Linked DNA regions of Mus musculus: all the other regions are linked to region 3. A link is a contact called in public Hi-C and Micro-C data. All regions are on one chromosome and are shown on one strand. Each heading gives the region's core, a stretch centred on a gene start, on an enhancer-like site or on the middle of the called end of the contact. The rest is flanking DNA. Distances are from core to core; before and after follow the strand shown.

What was found. A called contact is a pair of places that touch in the nucleus more often than the background predicts.
Region 1: a Micro-C map of trophoblast stem cells shows a contact between it and region 3, with 2.4 times the contacts expected there. The contact joins two enhancer-like sites. A contact is called at or near these places in 2 of 15 datasets of contacts at CTCF or cohesin (large pre-B cells and pro-B cells), 3 of 484 Hi-C or Micro-C datasets (embryonic stem cells, liver and trophoblast stem cells) and 2 of 115 datasets of contacts at active chromatin or transcription factors (both in embryonic stem cells).
Region 2: a contact with region 3 is called in a Hi-C map of Th1 cells, with 4 times the contacts expected there. The contact joins two enhancer-like sites. A contact is called at or near these places in 3 of 15 datasets of contacts at CTCF or cohesin (embryonic stem cells and pro-B cells), 37 of 484 Hi-C or Micro-C datasets (CD4 T cells, CD8 T cells, the CH12 cell line and 13 more), 15 of 115 datasets of contacts at active chromatin or transcription factors (the SCID.adh cell line, bone marrow-derived macrophages, double positive thymocytes and 7 more) and 1 of 9 other capture datasets (embryonic stem cells).

The regions. Positions count from the first base shown.
Region 1 is chr5:73,928,522-73,931,221 of GRCm38.p6, reverse strand. No RefSeq gene overlaps it. Among named protein-coding and RNA genes, the nearest start is that of 1700019F05Rik, 17 kb to the right of the region's middle. Within about 2 kb of position 1,366, at least 33 of the 459 cell types and tissues checked have an H3K27ac peak or open chromatin away from gene starts, as enhancers often do. A contact at or near this core is called in trophoblast stem cells, where this site is marked.
Region 2 is chr5:74,276,217-74,278,925 of GRCm38.p6, reverse strand. All of the region lies in intron 5 of Scfd2 (Sec1 family domain containing 2), which reads left to right. Among named protein-coding and RNA genes, the nearest start is that of Gm32064, 39 kb to the left of the region's middle. Within about 2 kb of position 1,440, at least 58 of the 459 cell types and tissues checked have an H3K27ac peak or open chromatin away from gene starts, as enhancers often do. A contact at or near this core is called in Th1 cells, cerebral cortex and regulatory T cells, where this site is marked.
Region 3 is chr5:74,125,350-74,128,049 of GRCm38.p6, reverse strand. No RefSeq gene overlaps it. Among named protein-coding and RNA genes, the nearest start is that of Snora26, 33 kb to the right of the region's middle. Within about 2 kb of position 1,394, at least 227 of the 459 cell types and tissues checked have an H3K27ac peak or open chromatin away from gene starts, as enhancers often do. A contact at or near this core is called in Th1 cells, cerebral cortex, regulatory T cells and 1 more, where this site is marked.

The DNA of each region.
Region 1 (2,700 bases), core at 117-2,616, 200 kb after region 3:
GGCACCAGATCACATTATAGATGGTTCCGAGCCACCATGTGGTTGCTGGGAATTGAACTTAGGACCTCTGGAAAGAGCAGCCAGTGCTCCTTTTGAACCATCTCTCCAGCTCAAAACTTTTGATTTCACTATCCTGTTTGAAGGAATCTCTAAACAATCCGTAGTACAGTTTGATGTGTTCTCTGACGAAGCTTTTTGTCCCTGTTTCTATGACCCACCGTGACTCCCAGAGGTTCACGCATATTCTCGAACATGCCCTCCTGGCTTCAGATGAAGAGCTGATTTTCCATGGAAGGCAGTGTTTTGCTAAGGGTCATATAGAGGTAAGGTTTGTGTGCATGTGTGTGTGTGTGTGTGTGTGTGTGTGTGTGTGTGTGTGTGTGTGTGTGTAACAAGTTAGTGATGGATGCTGGATATTTTAAGTATTTGTTACATATTAGGGAAGTATTATTATTATGATTGTTTTATAAGGGGTAGAACTTCCTAAACCTGAGTGGTGAGGAAAACAGAAAAATGTACAAGAGCCAGGAGGAAGCGAATACTGAGTGTACAAGTGGATGGTTGTACCCAGCCATCTTCTTGTTGCTTCCATGACTCAGTCTTAATGAGCTATTTTCAGAGATCAAAGCCTCCACCCCTCCTTTAAAAAACATGCACACTGATGTAGATCAGAGTTCTTAAATGCTATCTAAGCTAAGATTATTTCTGCTCCCTTCATCTTCCCTTTACTCCATCTAAGCACTCTGTGGGAGGACCACCTCGATGCCAGCCGGAGCACAGCTGCAAGCTGCTCAGGCTGAGTGGGCCGATGTGGTTTATTCTGGCATCTTTTTGCTCCTAGGCTAAGGCCCATTGGTCTTGTTCGTGGTTTGCAATTACTGCTGTTTCCAAGAGCAACAAAATGTAGAAGTGCAGGACCACACTGTCAAGAGCTGTGTTTTCATAACGGCTGCCAGTTGGTTGGTTTCTTTCAGTGACCAGAGCCCTTCTGGTTCCCTGTGTCAGGGTTGCTTCCCAGGGAGCTGAATTGTTTCCCTTACAGCTGCCTTTGTATACACTTGAGTTTGGCCTAAAGGTGTCTCCGTAAGCAGTAAGCTGCAACGTTGATGTTGTAACAGGCTGAGACCTACCCTTCCAGAATACGTGGCTGACTCTTAGTCCGTCAGAAATGTGACATCGCTTCATTACCTAGGAGCCTAAGGGAGGTCATTGTAACCCAGAGCCCACATTCTTTCAGTGAAGATCTATATCAGCACCGTACTCAGAGAGCCACCCTGATCTCCTCGAAGCCAACTGGCTCTCAACACCAGAATCCCCCACTGTCCCTTCACTCTGGCTACTGGAAGACGTCATCACCATAGCACTTTTAACAACATGTTTGTCCTCTTGCTGTTCTGGAATTCAGATGGCCCAAATCCAGATGTTTATGGGCCTGCATTCTTCCTGTGGCTCCTGGGGAGACTCTGTTACCTTGCCATTGTCAGATTCTAGAAGCAGTAGGCATTCCTTGGCTGTGGTCTCTTCTCCACACCATTCCAGCCGTTCCCTTTTGTTACTACACACACCTCACACCATGCTTCGCTCTAATAGAGACTTAGTGACTGCGATGGGTTTGACTGCGTTACCCAGGCCAATCTCCCCATCTAGGGCCTTTTATAGAATCCTATCTGCCAGGGACCTTTTGTCACATTCACAGATGCGAGGAATTAGCACATGCATCTTTGGTGTTGGCTATGGGGATATTATTCTCTCTACCTCACTATAAAGCAACCCGGCTCCCCCAAGCCTGCCAGACAGCAGGGTGATGCCTGGGTGGTTGCTCTGAACTTCACATACCATTCCATTAGGTTGTTCATATGAAAATATCCCCTCCCTCGTTCCATTAAGTTATTCATATGAACATATGAAAATGACAGGGCTGTGCATTGATCACAGTTTTTAAAATGTGCATGTGTTTGCCTGTGTGCATGTAAGTGCATCACAGGTATGCACTGTCTGAGGAGGCCAGGAAGGGTATTGGATGCCCTGGAACTGGAGTTATCGATTGCTGTGAACAATCATCTGTTTTGATGCGCCTTCCGTTATGTCTCCCGAGTCTCCAAACACGCCATTGGGCCTAGTCATTAGTAGTGTAAATATTTTATGAGTGCAGACACTGAGGCGGAAATGATCATACACTCAACTCAGGATTACACATGAGGAAAATGGGCTGGGGGAGCGGAGGCTAGACGTGAAGCCAAACGCTAACAGCTGGTTTTAGAATACTACTGTCACTAGCAAGGTCGGTTATTAAGCCCATTACCAAAGCATTTCAGAGTAGCAGAGACCAGGCTGCTCGGCTATGGGGCAAATGTGGAACTTGGAATTCGTCCAAAGGCTCTGCGCCTAGGAAGAGTGGCTCGTGGGTCTGCTGCATCAGCAACTCCAGAGTTTGTCAGGACTTCAGAATCTACACAAGACACACCAAATCCCACCTGCATTTTCACAAGATCTCCAGGTGAATTTTGTGCTCAGAAAACACACTTCGGAACAGTTACAACCTCAGTTATGGGTCCAAAGCTGTGCTTGCTTAGGGGCTTCTGTTTTAAGGGTCTCTTCTTGGGTTTTAGTAGACGTTGAAACTGAACAGGGAACAAGGAACCCTCAGTGGTGCTGCCTAGATATGCTTGCCAAATGTATCTACATCACCACCCCCATTTC
Region 2 (2,709 bases), core at 191-2,690, 150 kb before region 3:
ACCTAAGGGGTCGGGAAAAATGAAAATAACCATGGCAGTAGTGTGTACAAGGCTCATGGTAAGAGCTTTTACCTTGCACTCTACTGACTAAGGTCATTCTGCTACTGCCACTCCCTCTCACGACCCTCCGTGAGAAAACAGAAGCACACGATAGTTTGCCAATGTTACCAAGCTCAGGCAGGACCTCAACTACTTGTCCCCAGAGTCCATGCCAAAACCTCTCTGCACCGTCTCTGGAGGCCCACTTCCCTGTAAATGCTCACTCATCCCTGATAGCCACATGGAGGGGCTTTTCATTCCAGTGGCCCGCTGACTGATCTGACTCAGCCCAGCTCTGTTGTAAGTCCCTGGGCTCTGTGTGTCCACTATGTGCTGCAGTCGCCCTTACCTGGCTGAACCAGTGAGTACCAGGGTTGCTGTAGTCCTGGGCAGCGCTTGCTGAGTTCAGAGATGCTACTTTTTATGTAAAAGAAGATTGACATGGATGAAGAGTCTACAGACAGGCAAAGGACAGCCTCAATTGTATATGACTGTCCTGTGGCTATTGCTGCCACCTCCTCCTCCTCTTCCTCCTCTTCTTCCTCCTCCTCCTCCTCTTCCTCCTCTTCCTCTTCCTCCTCTTCTTCCTCTTCCTCCCCCCCTCCTAACCAGTTCTGTCCACCAGTGTGACACAGCAGGTGTGTGTTCTGAGTGTAAGGAGCCCAGCACACTGCTGCCTCTTTCTCAGAATGCCTTTTAAGTCCAAGCTTGTACCTGAGTATGACCAGAGAAAGTCCATTGTCCTTCCCATTCATTTCCACTATTTTTGTGTTGTCTTCAGCCCCAGGCTCCCAGCTATTCATATTTTCTTGAATTGTGCTGTCACCCCATTGTTGTCACTAGAGACTAACTTTTGCTTCAGTGACACAGCTCTTCCATAAAGAGCCTTAAGAAACCTGTCAGGCCTCACTCACTGCATTCTTGACTCCAGCCAGCAGAGGGCTCTGCTCACCATAGTCTCTCCCTGGACTCAAGCACTCAGGCAGGGCAGGGCATCTGAAATTGCTGCAGCTCCATTGCTGCAGCTCCAGAGAAGAGCCACAAATTACAGACCGGCTGTTAACACTCTTCCTGGAAGGAGTGCCCGTGACCTCGGCTTGCTTTCCACCAGGCAGAAGTAGTCAGACCACAGCCAAGTTCATGGTTTGTTATACATACACACAGCATCCTGTGTGCCTGAAAGACAAAACGGAATATTTGAAAATGGCCTTTATAAATCCAAAAGTGTCATGTTCTATCATGAACTGTAATTCGCAAGCCATTTTCCTGCTCTTGGGTAGAAGCAGCAAGCTATGAGATTTAGAACTTACATTTGGATGGTTTTATGACATCACTCCAAGTAACAGTTGGTTGTCTGGACCTGAGATACCTAGTGTACGCAGTCCCCCCACCTCTCTCTTGCATAGATATGCACGCACACACCCACACACAGTCTGCTGCCAGTCCCTATAGCAGCTGCTCCATCCTCACACTGCCTGGTTCTGTCTTACAGTGAAGCGACTGTAAATCAGACATCCTGTCACATCACTGCAGGGTCCTGACCACCTCTGTGGGAGCTTCCTGTTTCCCAGTGAAGAATGTATAAGAAGAGCATCTGTCTTCTAAGGCAGCCAGTCACAGCTGCACACATGCTAAACACATCCATGCACTCACAGCCGATCACCTGTTCGCCCTGCGGCGATGGAAGATCAGACGCTAAAGCTCCGCTGCGGGATGCAACCAAAAATACCTGTGTCCTCGGCTTTGCATGTTTTTCCGTTGAGCTTGTCATCTTAGGCACCAGCCTCCTCCCTACCCAGCCATCAACTCTTCGTCTGTCACAGAGAATGTCTTTTGCACCCAACACCTAAAATGCCAACCGTCCCCTCTGCACAGCCAAACATCAGCATTCACACCCTTATGACATTTGTGCTGCTCTTAGTGCAGTGGTGGTGTTTCCCAACTATAAAATGTCTTCCGTTACTCCAAGTCAAAGGAATATGGTGGTGTAGACATTGAATTATCGTGTACTTTCAACAAAGTAAAATGTTAGTTGTCTTGGATCATTGTGTTTAGCTAAAACATAATGACTGAAAAGACTAGCCGAAGTTAAGTTGAAACTACAAAGTAGATCCCTACTGGGGTATGATGAAAAGAAGGGAAGGGCTAGGCTCATGCCAACCAGCCAAGAAGCGATGAGGAACAGGAGCCTCCAAGCTCAGACATGGCTCAGAGATGCTGGGTACCACGAGGCTCAAACAGTGCAGTGGAGAGAGAGGCCAAGAGGAAACAGCCTCAGCTGTAGTTCAGCGAAGAAATGTGTTTACTTGTGGGTGTATGGGGAGTAACAGCTACCCCGCAGAAGGAGAGCTAGCACAGGCAGGAACTGAGCGGTACCACAGCATGTCTGGGACTTCAGAGGTTCTAATTCCGGGACTGCCTGTGGTAACTGTAGTCCCTTTGAAAGTCACCGCACGCACCTTCCAAGACTGTGAGGCTCTGTAAATCGGAGTCGCATAAGCTATTCTGTGCCTCGTAAGGAAGTCACGAAAGTGAAGTAAGATGTATAAAACTGCCCAGGACAGGGACTGCCAGTAGTTAGGCTTTGTAAAATGTGTCCTAAAGAGTCGTAGATTTCAGGTGCTGAGGATTTGGGGATGAGGTCCCAGGACTACAAACTGACTGGGCCAG
Region 3 (2,700 bases), core at 145-2,644:
TCCACTGTTGGTGCAGAAGTTCCAGAAGCTGTTCTACACATCCATGAATGCACAGGAACTCCTTCCTGGAACACGCTCTGTGCCGGTCTTCCCTCTACGGATGAGAGATTCCCAGGCTCTTCCCCTTTGCCTCAGAAACTGATCTTCAGTTCTCCACTTTGTCGTCCCTTCGTCAGTCTCAGGGGGTGTCACCGTGTCACCGACCTTCGCCATGATACCTCTTAACAAATATTTACCTTTTCTGAGTGAGTGTTTTGCCCCCATGTATGTCTGTCTGTACACTCTGTGAGTGCCTGATGCCAGAAGAGGTCAGTAGAGGACATTAGATCTTAGAACTAGAGTTATTGATGGTTGTGAGCAGCCCAGTGGATGCTGGGAGATGAGCCCAGGTGAGCAATCAGTGCTCTTAACCACTGAGCTAGCTCTCTATTGCCCCATAATATCTCTTGTTGAGTGATAGGTTTACATCCCTAAAAAGGTTCTTATATTCATGTCTGTCCACTAAGCCAGCGGTCCCACACTCCAGGGTCAATGTGCTGAACTTGTTACTGTCTTCCCTGTTCACTGTTTTCACTGTTTACCCCCAGGCTGATTTACAGTGCTTACACACTATCTCTGATCGAATCGTGGAGCGACATCACGACACAATGCTGTCACTTCTACAGAAGGGACATATCTCTCCTTCATTTCATGATCACATGCCTCTCATCTCTGGCTTTACTCCTTTTCGGGGCGGGGGCTTAGAGGGTAGAGAGCTTGTGTGTGTGGTGTGTACACATGTTCACAGATGTGTGCGCATGTGTGTATAGAAGCCAGAGGTTGTTGACATTGGATGTCTTCTTTGGTAACTCTGTTGAGAGGGAGGGGCTGGAGAGATAGATGGTTTAGCCATCAAAACTAGGCTTACACTCATCTTTCTGTGGCAGGACTTAATGCATCGCTGGCTGGTCTCAACTAACTATGTAGTCAAAGATAACTTTTAAACCAGGATCTCCCTGCCACTGCCCACTGAATGCTGGGGTTACAGGCTTGCACCACTACCACTAGTTTATGTGATGTTGGGGGTGGAGCCCGGAGTTTTGTGGACAAAGAAACGGTAGCTCTGAAAGCAAGGAAGCCAGGACTCAAAGCTGTCCCGAGACGTACAAGTACAGAGCAATCGAGAAGACCCACGGTGAGCGCCAGATCCTCAGCACCAAGGCGTAGGGAGAGCCTTTTGGGTTCGGTTTGGTGACCTGGCGCCCAGAGAAGGGCACTCCAGAAGCTCCCAGGCTTCTTCCTCCAGATCCAGAGCTGGAAGGGGCCAGACGGCCTGAACAACCCTGTCAGCCAATAGTCAGGCCAGGGACTATAGCATATGTAGGCCCCGCCCCGAATCTTCTCTGGGATTGGCTGGCTGCTCGTGGCGCTCCACCTTTATTGGTTGCCTTTCTATGGCCCGCCCTGCCAGGCTTTGGGTCACCGTGTAGCTTGTGGCCTGGGGTTTAGGTCCTGGGCTTGGCAAGGAGTACCCCGTAGTTTGGACATCAGGACGGCCGCGTGTCCCCTCGAGCTTTGCTTGCCCGGAGCAGAACTTTGCGGTCAGAACTAAGGATCAGGGCATCTTCAGCACGCTGACGGCTGTGCTTGGCCACCGCAGGGCGGATTTCCCAAGTTGATTCTCAATATCACAGCCGGCTCCAAGGAGCAGGTATATTCCTGGCCTGGAGCGAATGGAATGGCCCAAGCCAGGAGCATGAGTGGACAACAATGCATCTGGAGGATTCCTGAGCACAGCTGCTACAGCGGCTGGAGCTGACATTTGCTTTAAAAGAAACCAAAGAAAAACACCCCCAACAGGTCAGTGGTGGCACTTGGCACGCACACTCCTTTAATCCCAGCACTCAGGAGGCAAGAGGCTTTTGAACCTCGGAGAGTTCAAGGCCAGCCTGGTCTACACCGCAAGTTCCAGGACAACCACGGCTGCACAGAGAAAACCTGTTCACAAAGACAAAACCAAACAACCGAAAAAAAAAAAAAAAAAAGAAAAAGAAAAACATGCCGAGTGTGGTGGTGCACGCCTTTAATCCCAGCACTCAGGAGGCAGAGGCAGGTGGATTTCTGAGTTCGAGGCCAGCTTGGTCTACAAAGTGAGTTCCAGGACAGCCAGGGCTACACAGAGAAACCCTGTCTCGAAAAAACAAACAAACAACCCACCTCCTATGCATTTTAAGGCTGACACAGAAATCCATTAAAAAAACCATTACAAAAGTCTTTAGAAGTCACAGCTGAACCAGAATAAACTTCCATTCAGTGTAAGCACCTTTGTGATATTTTTTTTCGAAGTTCTAGCACAAGTGATGAATTCACACTTACCCTGCCCAACCACCGGAACCGTATAAAAAATACCTTTTGTACTCTGTAATCGTTGACTACCGATGGCACTGGCTGACTGAGGCAGTGGGTGTGCTTAGCTCTTCATTAGGGTGCAAAATAGCTCAGGGAATTCATACCCCCTGAGTGCCTCAAGACAAGTTGTTCATCCTTTCTCCAAGGACAAAACAGTGTACGAACTTAGAGCCAATAGATTCCCGATCTTAGCTCTTTCAGCAACAGCTGTGGAAGCCTTTCTGATGTATTGACCACTTTTAAAACACTGAAGCTGAAGGGGCTGTCCCAAGGCCTGACACTATTACTGAAGCTATGGAGCACTTACAAAAA